5 separate regions of the Mus musculus genome follow, and regions 2, 3, 4 and 5 are each linked to region 1. The links are chromatin contacts, called in public HiChIP or PLAC-seq and Micro-C maps. All regions are on one chromosome and are shown on one strand. Each heading gives the region's core, a stretch centred on a gene start, on an enhancer-like site or on the middle of the called end of the contact. The rest is flanking DNA. Distances are from core to core; before and after follow the strand shown. Region 1 holds the start of Lamp1 (lysosomal-associated membrane protein 1). Region 2 holds the start of Tfdp1 (transcription factor Dp 1). Region 3 holds the start of Mcf2l (mcf.2 transforming sequence-like). Region 4 overlaps Mcf2l (mcf.2 transforming sequence-like). Region 5 overlaps Mcf2l (mcf.2 transforming sequence-like).

Region 1 (2,700 bases), core at 25-2,524:
TTATTTATTTCATTTTTGCAACAGGGTCTCCGGTCCTGGCTGTCTTAGAACTCATTATATAGACCAGAATGGCTTGTTAAAGAGATCGTCCTGACACTAGCTCAGGATTAAAGGTATAAACCACTATGCAAGCCACAAGGTAGTTTGAAAAACATGAAGAGGCCTAACCTGGCTGTCCTTTGGATTTTATCCCAATCAGCATTTAGGAAGCAGAGACTACGAGAACCTGAACCTGTGAGTTTCAGGCCAGCGTGGTGGTGAGACACCCCTCCCCCCATTTTAAAAGTATAAAACAGTCTAAGGGTTTAAGTCGTTTTTGGCTGTGCTGGAGATTGAACTCCAGCTAGTTACCAAGCCATTCTGACACAACAGAACTTGTTTCGGCAACTCGTATATTAGCTACAACTCCTGAACCGTGAAGGGTCACAGGTCCCCTTAGCAAGGCTTCTGGGTTAAGACCGCCGAGTAAGCGCACCTCTCACGGACCAGAGAGTTCACACAAGTAGCAAAATAAAAGAAAGGGTAAACGAATTCCATAAAGTCACAGTCACAGAATTTGGGGGTGTGAGCCTCTGTGCCCAGGAGATTTGGCCAGCCACCTCTCTCCCGTCCTGAAGATGCTGGCACCGCAGCGAAACGCTCCGCGTTGCCGGGATACAGCGGCGAGGAAGGGCACCCGGCACCCCAGGCAGGGTCCGAGGCAGCACCCAGTCCTCTCACAAGGCAGCTCAGAGCCAGCAGCACTGCCTGGCAGGAACTCCAGCCCAGCTCCTTCCAGAGCGGCTCAGACTGGGCTCCCAACCCGCACCTACGTCCTTAGGCCCGCACGGGCTCCCAGGCGGCGAGCGCCACTGCGGAGCGGGCGGGCCGGCTCGAGGCCTTCTTGACGCCCGCGGCTCCGGGCGCCCCGTCCCCGCCCGGCCTGCCGCTCTGTTCCCGTCCGTCCCGAGACACCGACCCCGCCCGGCCCTCCTTCTCTCTCCCTCCCTCTCGGGCTCACCCAGCAGCAGCAGGAGCAGCGGCCGCCGGGCGCCGGGGGCCGCCATGGCGCGACGCAGCCGAGGCCGGAGGACGGCGGTTGCGCGGGCGGCGAGGCCGGCGGGAGGGCGCGTCCACCGACTCGAGAGGCCCCGCAGCTGCGGCGCCGGCACGGAGAGGACCCTGCGGCCGGCAGCGCCTGTCACGTGAGCAGTGCCGCGCCCGCCGGTCACGTGAGCCGAGGGTCTCGCGAGAGCCCGTGGACCGCCAGCTTACTCCTCACTTCTTCGGGAGGCTCCGTTCCGCACGTGATGTGGTCACGTGCCAGTCGGCATCACGTGGGCGCTGGACCACGTGATATCTTGCCCTCTCCCCACCCCCTTCCCCCCCCCCCCCCCACGGCCTTTCTCCCGAGTGTCCCGAAATGGAAAGTAGGTTGTGGCTTTGAGTAAGGGAAGGAGAAACGCTGTCGGAGAAAGTGAAGATGGAAACAGGAAGCCATGAAGGCTGGACTGAGCCCCGTAGGCCAGCTACATGCCACAGTTCAGGTCCAAGCCCCTGAAGGCCTGCAGCCCAGTGGTAGTCTTGGTTGAGAGCCATGTCTAGGTCAATACCAGTGTTTACATCCCAGGACAGTGTGCATATCCATTTCGAGGTGGGTATTCCCATCTAGACCCGTGCCCCAGGCCCAGGCTGACCTCCACTTTCAGGCTCACATACTAGTGTCTAGGGTCAGCCCCGAATGTGTCCCATTCGGTGATCCAGGCAGAGGACAGTCCTTTAGGATACGTAGATGGTGGGAGATGTGGAAAAGATACTTTTTAAGAGATAGGATTTCAGAATATATCTTTAGCCGGCCTCAAACTCAGAGATCAGCCCGCCTCTGCTTCCTGAGTGCTCAGATGATGTGTGTGGGCGCAGTGTTCTTGACCATTCCTGGCTGCTTAAGGGCATGTGGATGGTCATCTTACCTGAGATGACTATTTCCATGAAGAGTTCAATACTAAAGTATTTTCCTCTTTTGTGAATGTCACACTCAAAACTCGAGGATTGGTTTGATGTTTGGGGACATGGCGTCACCCTAAAGCCCAGGTTGACCTGGAACTCGCATGGACCAGGCTGGCCCCACACTCTGGGCAATCATCCTGTCAGGAGCGCAGAGATTACAGGTGTGTGCCACCATGGCATGAATAATCTGAGCTTTTATGTTATTATATTGTTTTGGAGACAGGGTCTCTCTATATAACCCTGGCAATCCTAGAACTCATTACTTAGACAGGTTGGCCTCAGACTCAAGAGATCAGCCTGCCTCTGCCTTCAGAGTGCTGGGACTAAAGGCCGGAGACCACCAGATCTACCTTGAAGTCCTCAAGTTTTAGCTTGAGGATTCCTCCTGTTAACAGATTTTTCATTCAAGCTGAGTTCTTCCTCCTCAGAATTGTAGACCCAGTAACAAAACTTAAAAGCTGTTTATGTAGTGGACTAGTTTATTCTGTGACCGGAGAATAAGAGTGGTTGGAGAGATGGCTCATTTGTGTAGGACCTTGGTTCCAGTCCCATCACTCACATGGTTCACAACTATCCAGTTCCGGGGAGCCTGATGCCCTCTCCTGACTTCTGAGGGCACACCACACCTGCCTATGATGCACAGGCCTACCCTATATTCAAGCAAAACTCTCATGCACAAAATAAAGTGAAATTTTAAAAAGAAACTGGGAGAAA
Region 2 (2,700 bases), core at 178-2,677, 180 kb before region 1:
CAAAGCTGGATTACGGTCTTACGTACTACATAAAACTAGTACAGTGTAAGTTCCATGTTGACAGCTCTCCTGTGTGGAAACCCACTAACAAACAACACCCTCTCACACACTCATAACTGAGAGATGTATTAATTTTTTTATTTTATTTAAGCAGTTTAGATAAAGAAAAAAAAATCAAGACATCATCATCAAACCACGAAAAAAAAAACAAAAAAGAAAAAAAAAACGTGTCACGCTTCGGATGACAAAGACCATTTGTGCAGAGGGGAGACACCCACCTAACGACTCTCGCCATCATCCCTCATCTCCATCCCAGCTCCTGCCTGTAAAATGTCTTGGCCAACCCACTGCCACACACGTATGGCCACTCTCAAATAAAGGGAGAAAACTGCAACGAGCTGTGCCAACATGTCTGCAGCATGCAGCGACCATACTTACATCTTTTGCCATGTTACCAGATCCAGGAAATCAAGGCTTTAACTGCGTACCCTCCACAGAAGAAACCGTACTTATCTGGTTAAAAAAAAAAAAAAAAGAAAGAAAGAAAGAAAAGAAAAAAAGGGAGGGGATGAATAATGAATGAGAATGAGAAGAAATTTAACGCACATCGCATTTCAAAGGAAACATCTCCCCACCAGCACGAGGCAGAGGCAGGCCTCCAGGCAGCAGGGGCCTTTCTTGCACAATCCCGACAGGAGAGCTAGCCAAGCAGGTCCCACACGGGGATTTTAAGTCACCTCTCTAAATGGAAATGCTCCCTGCGGGCACCAGCAGCTCCCACCGGCAGCGGGGCCAGACCCCGGACCCTTGGCTGAGCGACGCGCAGCCGTCAGGCTCACCCCACCTGGGCACGCGGGCCCCGCCTGACCACAGGCCCCGCCGAGGCACAAGGCCCCCCACTTGGGCACACGACACTGCGTGGCTCCGCCCGGGCCGCGGCGGGCACCCCCCACCCCGGGCTGCCCAAGACCCCGAGGGGCCGCCGACCACTCTGACAGGTGGGCTCCCGGCCGCCCGCCCGCTCGCCCCACCTGTCACTAGGCCCAGCCACCAGCCCCGCGCCCTGGCGCGGACAGAGCCGGAGGGTGGCCAGGACCCCTGCCCGCCGCCCACGCCACGCCGCGTCGAGGCCGACTCCAGCTGAGGCTGGGCGGCGGGCGGGATGCGACCGGACGCGGGAACCGGGCTGGGGCGGGAACGGGGCCGCGCGCCCAGCCTGCGCCCTCCCGCCGCGACCGGCCGGTGCCCCCGCCACACCTGGCTGGCCGGCGGGGCGCGCGGGGCGGACGACGGGGGCGCGGAGGCGCCGGCCCGGAGGTCCGGCCCTGGCGGTCCCTGCCCTGAGCCAGCGGCGCCGGGACGCGGGCTCACCCTGGGCCGAGCGTCGGGCCGGCGTGACGTGCGCGCGGCGCGGTGACGTGGGCGGCGGCGGGCCCGCTGCGCGCAGCGCGCCTGCGCGCCTTTTCGCGCCTTCGGCGCCCTCCTCCTCCTCCTCCTCCTCCCGCCGCTCATCTCCCGCGCCTCTCGCCGGTGCTACCCGCCCTGGGAGAGGGGCGGGGCCTGCGCGCGCGTGCGCGTGCGGCGGGACCCGGCTGGAGACCGCCGACGCCGAACAGCGCTGCGCGCGTCTCCATGTGCGCTCGGAGAGAGGCCACGTGTGTGCGCGCCTCTGTGTGTGTGTGTGTGTGTGTGTGTGTGTGTGTGTGTGTGTGTGTGTATGTGTGTGTGTGTGTACACCAAGGGCCAACTGTATGCATATCTGTGTGCATGCGCAGGGAGTAGAGGGCCACGTGTTTGGCTCTGTGTGTGCGCGTGTACCACGCGCGCCAACGGTGAAAAGAATGTGGTGTGTGCCATACCTGCATGCACACGTAGGGAAAGGATCATGTGTGTGCACACCTGTGGATATGCAGAGTCTGACTGTATACACGTGTGTGTACATGGAGTATCAGTCGTGTGTGCACGCCTGAACATATATACAGAAGAGAACCCTCTGTGCAAACATATGGAAACCTATGTTAATGTCTGCGCACTGAAAAAAAGCAGGCGTGTGTGTACACATGAGAAAAAAGAGGTCAGTTCTGAGAGTGCTTTAAAGTACCTGCATGTGCACACAGGGAGAAGAATCTTGTTCATTTACACAGAACAAAGTAAAGACTGTTCGGATGCATACTGAACAATACAGAGACAAGATCCCCCACCTCTGCTCAACTACTGACCTCCACAGCCACATGCCCTGAGCCTGGGCTGTCAGTGATTCAGGGCAGGAAACAGCCTGTTAATCAGGTGTGTATGCATTTGCGCCTTTCACTTCAGAAACCTTCTGCTTCATCCCAAGAGGGGTCTGGTAGACCCTGAGCCTTGAAGACTCAGTCCATCTTAGAGGCCACTTCTTTAAGACTAAAGCTGGAGAGCCTGGGAGGAGAATAGGCTGGGGCTCACAAATCAGTCCAAATGGTTCAGATAAAATGACACAACGTTTCCCAAGAATATGGGACTGAAGAGCAGGGCAAAGTTAAGTACTATCAGAAAACTGTTAATGTGAGTGACCGGATTTTATTCTGGAGGAAAGGTCAATTTGACTCCCAAACTGACAGATCTTTCTCCGTTACCTGGCTGCCTCAGTCCCATGACTCAGCCCAACAGCCCTTCTTTAGCATCTGGCCGAACTGTCCGCCAGCAGCTGTCCTGTTTGAACAC
Region 3 (2,700 bases), core at 65-2,564, 240 kb after region 1:
GTCACTGCTGGAGCAATTCCCACTCTTGTGATCCCCCACGCCAGCCAAGCACAGGTGGGAAGGGCAGCAAGTCCCACTTCTTCCTCAGGGCCCCCCTGGGCAGGCAAACAGCTCCCTGGAGCTCCACACTCATTCAGATCTTGTCCAAGCAACACCCAGAAAATTGGGCCACATCTCTAAGAGGAAGGGGACAGAAGGCATAAACGTCTGTCTTCTCTTTTCACCCATTTATAATAAGCAGCCATTTCACTTGCAAAGCCAGCGTTATAAACTGACCGTCTGTCTACACAAGTGCAGGGAGACCACCGCACTTGATGCTTATGCTGATTTAGTTATTTAATACAGGGAGGGTGCCACACCCAGCCCAGACAACGAATGAAATTTTAATCCCCCAGGAAAGTATTACTTAGAAAACTAGATAACGCCACGTATCACATAACACACGACAAAAACCAACCTACTTTTAATAGCACACCACTATTTCCTCCCCATGCCAGACACAACTAGTCAGTGGTACCTGCTTCTTCTGCAGCGTGCCAGGAACCCTCGGCACAACGGATGGAGGCCGACGGCAAGATGCATCCTGCCAGCTCCGAGGGGCTGAAATCTACAGGAGGCTGTAGCTTGTCCCTCACGGCTTATTTTAAGTAATCAGACAATTAATCCTGAAAATGAATGTCTAATTGCACTGCTCGCCCTCTTCTTAACCTATATTATTTTCAAATATTGGCTTTACGGCTTTAAGTGCATAGTGAGGATTTTACCTCCCATCCCATCCCAGTGTCTGCAGGGCCTGGGCTTGGACCCTGGACCATTCTGGGCTCATAATTCCATGGCCACTGCAGCAAATGAGGTGATGCTCCCAAGCAGACTTGCAGACTCCCCCCACGGGCAAATGGCTCCACTTACAAACCCTCATCTCCTAGAAAGCCAGCGCTGCTGATCTGTAATTCTCAAACTGTGTCAAGCAGAATAAAATCACACTGTCAATCCACAAAGCCTAGAAGATGATACCAAAAAAAAAATGCCCATCACGCCTGCCTTTGCTGTTATCAGTGCTAGGGAATAGTGAATGAAGGTGGTTATACAGCCATTAGATGCAATTCTCTACAATTCAACAAATGATGTCAAGCTTAAGAATATATAATCAAGGCCAGCGGCTCCTCCTACCAGTGTTCTTGGAAACCGCGTTTAATCTCTGCACCATTTCTTCTAGGGCCATCTCTTCATTTCTCAGCCAAAACCTCATCCTCCGATTCAACAAAACCGATCCCCAGAAGATCGTCCTCCGCTGCACCAGAGGTGCTGTCGGGTGGGGCTAAGCCGTGGGGAGGGGGCGCGGCTGGAGCGGGGAGGGGGTTGTGGCGCTTTCCTTGGCTTCCCAGGATTGGTCTCCGCGCCACAGGGAGGGGGGCGCGCTTTGCGTTGATGGGGGGCGGGGGGCGCTAGGCGGAAGCGGAAGCACTGAGCCTGCCGGGCGTGTCACCACCGCACCTGGAGTCATGCGTGTGCACCACCTGAGCACCTGGGAGGCTAGTTTGCATCAAGGGGGCATCAGAAAGCCCACTACGCAGGCGCACAGGTCTGCCCTTGCCCTTCCCCCTCTTCCTAGGGTTTCTGTCCTCCGGGATTGGAAGTAGCTGCTGCAGGGACGCGATCCCAAACCACCCAAAGAACATCCAGCCTGAGCCCAATGCTCCCTTTACTTCCTGCCCCAGGCCCCCTTTACCTCCCGCCGCTGCAGGGCAGGTGCAGAGTCCACAGCAGCCTAGAGCGCGCTCTCCACGAGGTCTCATGCCCAGGTAAGAGGGAGACGGTGGGTAGCTGGGTCAAGACTTGACTCTCCCAGCAAGGGCGGTGCCAGACCTAAGACACAGGTCTACGAGAAGGAAGCTCAGCTGTAGGCCCAGGGCTCCCTAACCTCGCCATGTTTGGCAGAGGGCCACGCTCTGCATCTGACACCACCGGCTTCACACAGATTCCGGGTCGCTGGTGCACAGAGTACTACTGCAATGCACAGGGTGGCGAACACCAGCCTCTCCAGCTGCTGGCCATCTTTTTATTGTTTGGTCAGACGGGTCGCATCCTGCCAACAGGATAAATGCCCTGGCACTGTGGTTTTCAGTAACACGTGGGAAACCCAGGACCACAGACTCCAATAACGAGAGTCTATCAAACCCCAGGACCACAGACTCCAGTAACATGAATTGTATCAGCACCATGGTGTGCAACAACGCAATGTGCACCAACATGTATATATCTCAGCACTATGGTGACCAGAAACATGTGTGTACCAACATGGTGTACATGCAGTAACATACATGTGCACCAAGACCAGTATCCAAGAATACATGCATTGGCACCACAATGGCCAACATATGTGCTCCAACGCCATGATTCCCTAAACTGCACCATCACCACAGGGCCCAACATGTATGCGTCGGTAGCTGCACAGACACACCTGTATGTACCGTAAGACCACAGCTTCCAACAACATCCACCCGCACTGAACAATCCAACTACAGACATGTGTGTACCAGGATGCCGTTGCAACAGTGTCTATGTTGGGTTCAGCACTGAACTAAAGGTCAAGACACAAAATGTCAGATGTCCCAGGATTTGTCCTCAGAACTCCTGGCCTGGAAGGTAAAGATCTATAAGATAATTGCCGTGCTAAAGTCCCCAAATCAATGTGTAATA
Region 4 (2,700 bases), core at 12-2,511, 150 kb after region 1:
TCACCCTTCACGTTCTCTGTGATGCCGACAGCCGTCATCTGGCAGGGGTAGGAATAGACAGCCATCACCATGCATCCAGAGACGGTGGAAGCTGATGGAGCCCTTGGGGGTAGGGTAAGGACTAAGGATGGTGGGAACCCCTCCCAGAGCTGTTCCAGTCACTCACATTCAAGGACTGCTTGTAGCTGTAGGAAGGAGCCTTCTCGTATCCCTCCCCATTCTCCTCCCTCTTCTTGCAGAAGAGGACGGCCTTCTCGTGCAGAAACAGGTGCCGCTGCATGGGCTTGAACCTGGCTAGCTCCTTCACTTTGGTGTGGCCCTTCTTGTGGTCTGTCCACACGCTGAAGGAACCTTGCATCAGCAGCTTCCCCAGGTCGCCAAGGTTTCCCTGGAACAACGGACACGCATTAGGCATGCAAGGCAGGTGAACTTGGGAGGGCTGGCGTCCAGTATGCACTGGAAAGGCTGCACACTGTAGGGTTCTCCTTGCAGCACATTCCAGAGGGGCGAGTTTGGGGAGGTGGGAAAAGATTGGATAGTTGCTGCAGGGCTTGGGGGAAAGAGGAGGCATAGCATGGAGGAGCCATGAGACACTACTATGGTGGAGAAGGGACAGCACTTGGAACCCTAACGCACAGCAGACTCAGCTAACCACATGTCCCCACAGCCCAATCCGGTGTCCCAGGTGTGTCATGAGGCAGAGGCAGGGATGGGGTTTATGGAATCTGAGCTCCACGTTCAACTGACAAATCTAAAACTATTAAAAAAAATACAATCTAGCCATTATAAAAACCAGAAAATGGATGTTAAATGGACATTCAGAGAAGCAAAACCCTTCTATGTGGACTCGAGGTGGGCCTATAAAGAGAAGTTTACCCTAGGCAGCCACCTGCCACCAGCCACTGGACCGCACACCTCATCATATAAAACAGAGGGTCCTAGTGCTGTCCAGGAAGTAGGCAGGAGGAAAGAGGTTTCGGGGGCATTCCTGTTGGAGAGATCCTCACCCTCTTAGGGGAACCATCTTGGTCTGCTCCATATATGGACAAGCACCTTAATCAGAGCCTGGGGCTGCCCAAGGCCCTGGACCATGTGTTCACTTCTAGACACAGGAAGCTTGGAAGTATTGCTAGGATTTCCCTATCAAACTGCTTATGAGACAAGGACCAAGCTACGACAAAGGCCAGAGTATCCTCAGCACCACAGTGCCACCATGGGGCCTTACATCATAGCCAGTGATGGCGATGAGATGCATGGAGTCGTTCACAGCCTTGAGGATGCCCAGGATGGAGCTCAGCGCCTCCTGCAGGTCCTCTGCCCCTTCACAGTGCTTGCTGTACTTCAGCATTTCCTGAGGGGAAATGTGAGGAGATTCAGTTAGAGACCAGGATCTCTCTTCTCCCCTATGAGCAGCTGGCTGTCTTTCAGATTCAGACTCCAGGCAAGGCCTGAAGATGGGAGTCCTGGGAGTCTGGTGTGGCCCCCAGACAGACACCAGCACACCAACACCAGATTCCTGCTGCTTGTCAGGAAGCCACTTTACATCCTCCCAGAAGCTGGGATGACAGACAGACAGTTGGGGTCTGCGGAGCAGGAGCTGCCTGGCTGGAAAGGTTCACCCTTGCCTCCCACTAGCTGCCATGGCCCTGCTAAAGGCACAAGGATACAAACCCTTTCCTGTCCTGCCACACTGAGTTAACTCTAAGCCAGAGACTCCTCACTTTCCTCTGTGCTAGGGACCAACAGGACAGGCAGGGATCAGCTCTCATCCCCTTCATGGAGAGGCTTGTAGGCCATCAGCATAGACTCCTAGTATAGCTGGCCATGGGCAGGTACCTAGCACTCTGAGATGTACAGCACACAGTAGGCCCATACAAATGGTTCAGTAAATTGGAGCCACAACAAGTGGCTCATAAGAGTTCCCTTGGGCCTAGGGTTAGGGCTCGGTGAGCCCTGTAGACGCCTAACCAGCAGAGCAGGCAGGTGTGGCTGATGCAGGGCGGCGGCCCTGGAGGCTCACCTTGAGCAGCAGCTGGTACTTGGTTATCCTCTGCACAGGTTTCAGCAGGTAGGAGTCCAGGCTCAGCTTGTGGTCCAGCTTCTTCTGACACTCCTGCAACCACCAAACACTTGGTCACACCAGGCCACAGCTCTGTCCACGGCCCCGGGGAAGGAAATGCTAGTGGGGGGAGGGGCTCAGGACCAACCTGGAAGAAGGGGCAGTCAGAGCACTGCCTCCACAGGCTCTCAGAGCGTGGCTTGTTCTGACAGTACTTCTCATAGATCTGGAACTCCTCCATCTGCAGCCAGGGTAGGGGTGGGGGGACAAAGAGCACAGACTGCTTCCCTGCCATGCTAGGCAGCCTTCTGAACCCAGAGCGGAAGCTGCTGCTTGAAGGCCAACTCCCCCAGTCAGCACTGCTGCTCACCAACATCCGAGCTTTGTAGTCTAACCCCCTAGCCGCTGAACACTCACAGCCCAGAAGGTGGAGAGAGGGCTCTGCCCAGAGGTGGTTGGCAGTACAATCTGTTTATTTACTGAAAATTCCAGGGTGCTCTCAGGCAGTTTTGCAAATGATATAGGTTATTTTGTAGAATACACATGAGCAAGACTGAAGAGATTGCTCAGTGGTTAAAGCACTGGCCGGGGGGCTGGAGAGATGGCTCAGCGGTTAAGAGCACTGACTGCTCTTCCTAGAG
Region 5 (2,700 bases), core at 61-2,560, 170 kb after region 1:
CAAGTGTGGGTGGACTCGTTTTGGAAGACTCGGCCCACATCGTGTCTGTTTGTGGGCGGAACGGCTGCGGAAACAGGATTTCTGCTGTCTCAGTCTTAACTATTCTGAAATAGCAACTGCAAGCTGAAGCCGCCAGCAAGTCCCGCAACTTCACGGCTGAAGGTCCCTAGAACTGAGGGGACTCTGTGTGCTACGAGGGGCGGGCTGGGTAGCAAGGACCAACACATCTCAGGACTAACGTTAAACAGCCCTACATGGAAAGGAGAGAGCTGTTTAGGAACAATGACTGGATTCAGTGTCCAACTTCTAGCCTGAAGTCCAACGTGCTCAGAACCTTCTCTGCTCACAACTTCCAAGCTGTTACTGAGAGGATCACAACAGACCCCCCGAGTGTGACCACCACGGGAGAAAACATGCCCACAATTCAGGAGCCCCCCGTGGGCCTGGCATGGCTCAGCCTACCCCTGACTAGGTCCCCTGACTGTCACCTCAATCCCCCACCTTCCACACAAACTAGACAGAAAAGCAGGGAGCTGCCACCCTCCAGGCGTGTGTGGAGCCCGAGAGGTACTTACGGCTATCCGCAGGACGGATGCCTTCACAGAGGTCCATTTGTCCTGCCTTCGGTCTATGACCAAGATGAATCCAATGCCAGCATCTTGCAAACTGAAACAAGGAGAAACACTAGGAGTCAGCATGTGCTGGCAGCAGACCTGGCTTCCATGGACACTGGTGACCCCACTGTCCCATGCCATCTCCACACCACGTGCCACAGTGCATGCCCGAGAGAGGTCTCAGCAGCACCAGGCTTCCGAAGGCCCGAGAGGCCCCACCCTGTAATTCCCAGGACTTTCTTCTAGATAAAGGAGAACGGATACTTTCAGTATGTTGTTTGTTTCTCGGCATCGATTCACAGATCAACAGAAGCCCCTCCTCCTGGGGCAGACTGACATCCTACTGCGCTGCACGGACAGCTGACCAGACCATCAAAGCGAGCTTCAGGACCCCCACGTCATGTCAGTCCTAGCATCTGAGGTCCCGCGTTCATCCACATTAAAAAATGGCTCCTGATGACATCACAATTTCGGGTGAAAATCTCCAAGGCTTGTGAAGGCTCCCTGGTGTCTGTGGGGTGTGAGGCAGGAGCGCTCGCCCTCTGCAGCAGCAACATCTGTGATAAAGGCAGGGCAGCATCGTGTAGTTGGTAGCATGCCCTCAGTCTCTCGGCTCAGCCTGGTGGCAGAAGCCTGAGTCACAGGGTGGAAGTGGGAGGTGTGCTTCTGTTGGGTAATTTCACATCCAAGCCAATTGTGCAATGCCAGCAGCCTCTGCTGCCAGCCAATCCTCAGTAGAGGAACGAGACAGGCTGGAGGCACCCACTCTGAATGCCTGGTTTCTGAATCCATGAACGATTCTCAGCAAGCCATTTCTGTACTTAAGTGAAAGTCAGGATGCTACAGTGCACTATAAATTATGCAGTCGGCAAAGCTGCACGCTGCACCTCCACTAACAGACCGACCATTCTGAGTCCTGGGAAGATCTGCGACAGTGGTACCCAAAGCTCACACCAGTGTGCTGCGGGTTGTCCAATACACAGGGGCATGAAGAGCTCCCTCCACGTGTTCATTACATGCAGAACACCCCTGGGGACATGTTCACGTGCGCGTTTTCTCACACAGCCTTCCCCTGCTGATAGCTCAGCAGAACTGCAGACTCGCTCACCTACCCAGCTGGCTCCCCTGGGCTAGTGTCTGAAGAAGTAGAAACAGAATAGATCCCAGTCCTGATCTGTCCTGGACAATCCGAGCACCTTACACCCTGAGGTAGTATGGGGGTTGAGCCCCTTCTGAGTGGCCCCACATGGGGCTTCACTGAATTTGCCGTGGTGCTTAATGGTTGGTAGGTGACTCCAACTATCCTGGCCTGGGCTATACCATGTGGTTCACAGCAAAGCCCCAAACCAGAGAGGGATGAAGCAGCACTGTCCTGGCCACATGGCCCCTGACATTCCTCAGAGATGGACCACCAACCACCCCTCTAGATGACAGGCTATTTCCTCATGATGCATGAGATTTATGTACGGAAGCCATAAGACCATGGGACAGCTGTGCTAACTGGAACCCACCTACTGCCTCCCTCCTGGCCTTCAGGGGAATGTACCAGGTCTGCCTCTGTAGCTCTGAGTTAGTCATCCAAGCCTAACCCTTCCTAGAGTGACGAAGAAAAGAGGACTCAGAGTGCTGGGTTGTCCCCATACACAAGCCTCAGCCCCAACAGTCAAGCTGCATGCTGTCTAAGGAACACCCACAAAGGGCCAACATACATGGCTTCCTAATAGCAGCTTCCACCAAGGGGAGTGCATGAGGGAAGACGCTGCTCTTCTGTGACCACCTCTGGTTCTTTTTCTGCAAACATGGAAATAACAGCATCTGCCTGCTGGGGCTGCCGTGAGCTATGTGCAAATCCAGTAAAACCAGAGATCAATGGCTGGTGTGGTCATTTCACAGAGCAGCACCACCTGACTCAGTTTCCCCCTTTTTCCTGGAGCAATTTCTATTATGGAGGAATCACAGCCTCTTTCCCCAACCGTGGAATCTCTTCATGAGGGAGCTAGAGAGACAGCTGGTAGGTAAACTTGCTTGCCATGCGGTATGAAGGCCTGCGCTTGGATTGTCAGCACGCACATGAGGAAAGAGCTGG

Evidence for each region. A called contact is a pair of places that touch in the nucleus more often than the background predicts. HiChIP or PLAC-seq counts read pairs in DNA pulled down with a chosen protein or histone mark.
Region 2: a contact with region 1 is called in a Micro-C map of embryonic stem cells, with 2.0 times the contacts expected there. The contact joins the promoter of Tfdp1 here to the promoter of Lamp1 in region 1. A contact is called at or near these places in 1 of 39 promoter capture datasets (stem cell-derived epiblast-like cells), 3 of 484 Hi-C or Micro-C datasets (the G1E-ER4 cell line and embryonic stem cells), 2 of 115 datasets of contacts at active chromatin or transcription factors (embryonic stem cells and memory CD8 T cells) and 3 of 9 other capture datasets (adipose tissue, embryonic stem cells and liver).
Region 3: a contact with region 1 is called in an H3K4me3 HiChIP or PLAC-seq map of embryonic limb bud, with 2.8 times the contacts expected there. The contact joins the promoter of Mcf2l here to the promoter of Lamp1 in region 1. A contact is called at or near these places in 1 of 39 promoter capture datasets (cranial neural crest), 1 of 484 Hi-C or Micro-C datasets (neutrophils), 1 of 115 datasets of contacts at active chromatin or transcription factors (embryonic limb bud) and 3 of 9 other capture datasets (adipose tissue, liver and pancreatic islet).
Region 4: an H3K4me3 HiChIP or PLAC-seq map of bone marrow-derived macrophages shows a contact between it and region 1, with 4 times the contacts expected there. The contact joins the enhancer-like site here to the promoter of Lamp1 in region 1. A contact is called at or near these places in 3 of 484 Hi-C or Micro-C datasets (bone marrow-derived macrophages, induced pluripotent stem cells and nephron progenitors), 3 of 115 datasets of contacts at active chromatin or transcription factors (acute myeloid leukemia, bone marrow-derived macrophages and embryonic stem cells) and 4 of 9 other capture datasets (adipose tissue, embryonic stem cells, liver and 1 more).
Region 5: an H3K4me3 HiChIP or PLAC-seq map of bone marrow-derived macrophages shows a contact between it and region 1, with 4 times the contacts expected there. The contact joins the enhancer-like site here to the promoter of Lamp1 in region 1. A contact is called at or near these places in 2 of 39 promoter capture datasets (embryonic stem cells and hippocampal neurons), 8 of 484 Hi-C or Micro-C datasets (the G1E-ER4 cell line, the N1E-115 cell line, bone marrow-derived macrophages and 3 more), 5 of 115 datasets of contacts at active chromatin or transcription factors (bone marrow-derived dendritic cells, bone marrow-derived macrophages, embryonic fibroblasts and 1 more) and 3 of 9 other capture datasets (adipose tissue, liver and macrophages).

Annotation. Positions count from the first base shown.
Region 1 is chr8:13,157,735-13,160,434 of GRCm38.p6, reverse strand. Lamp1 (lysosomal-associated membrane protein 1) reads right to left here and starts at 1,274. Exons shown (of 9, transcript NM_010684.3): 1 at 1,001-1,274. The coding sequence starts at 1,046.
Region 2 is chr8:13,337,478-13,340,177 of GRCm38.p6, reverse strand. Tfdp1 (transcription factor Dp 1) reads right to left here and starts at 1,427. Exons shown (of 12, transcript NM_001291765.1): 1 at 1,372-1,427; 2 at 439-513. The coding sequence starts at 450.
Region 3 is chr8:12,914,525-12,917,224 of GRCm38.p6, reverse strand. It overlaps Mcf2l (mcf.2 transforming sequence-like), which reads right to left and starts at 1,314. Exons shown (of 31, transcript NM_178076.4): 1 at 1,171-1,314. The coding sequence starts at 1,249. Gm15351 (a long non-coding RNA gene) reads left to right here and starts at 2,001. Exons shown (of 2, transcript XR_870153.3): 1 at 2,001-2,646.
Region 4 is chr8:13,009,067-13,011,766 of GRCm38.p6, reverse strand. It overlaps Mcf2l (mcf.2 transforming sequence-like), which reads right to left. Exons shown (of 31, transcript NM_178076.4): 19 at 2,208-2,300; 20 at 2,021-2,113; 21 at 1,226-1,351; 22 at 167-388; 23 at 1-38. Among named protein-coding and RNA genes, the nearest start is that of F7, 16 kb to the left of the region's middle. Within about 2 kb of position 1,261, at least 3 of the 459 cell types and tissues checked have an H3K27ac peak or open chromatin away from gene starts, as enhancers often do. A contact at or near this core is called in bone marrow-derived macrophages, where this site is marked.
Region 5 is chr8:12,982,826-12,985,525 of GRCm38.p6, reverse strand. Mcf2l (mcf.2 transforming sequence-like) reads right to left here. Exons shown (of 31, transcript NM_178076.4): 4 at 576-666. Among named protein-coding and RNA genes, the nearest start is that of Gm38671, 36 kb to the right of the region's middle. Within about 2 kb of position 1,310, at least 37 of the 459 cell types and tissues checked have an H3K27ac peak or open chromatin away from gene starts, as enhancers often do. A contact at or near this core is called in the N1E-115 cell line, bone marrow-derived macrophages, cerebral cortex and 1 more, where this site is marked.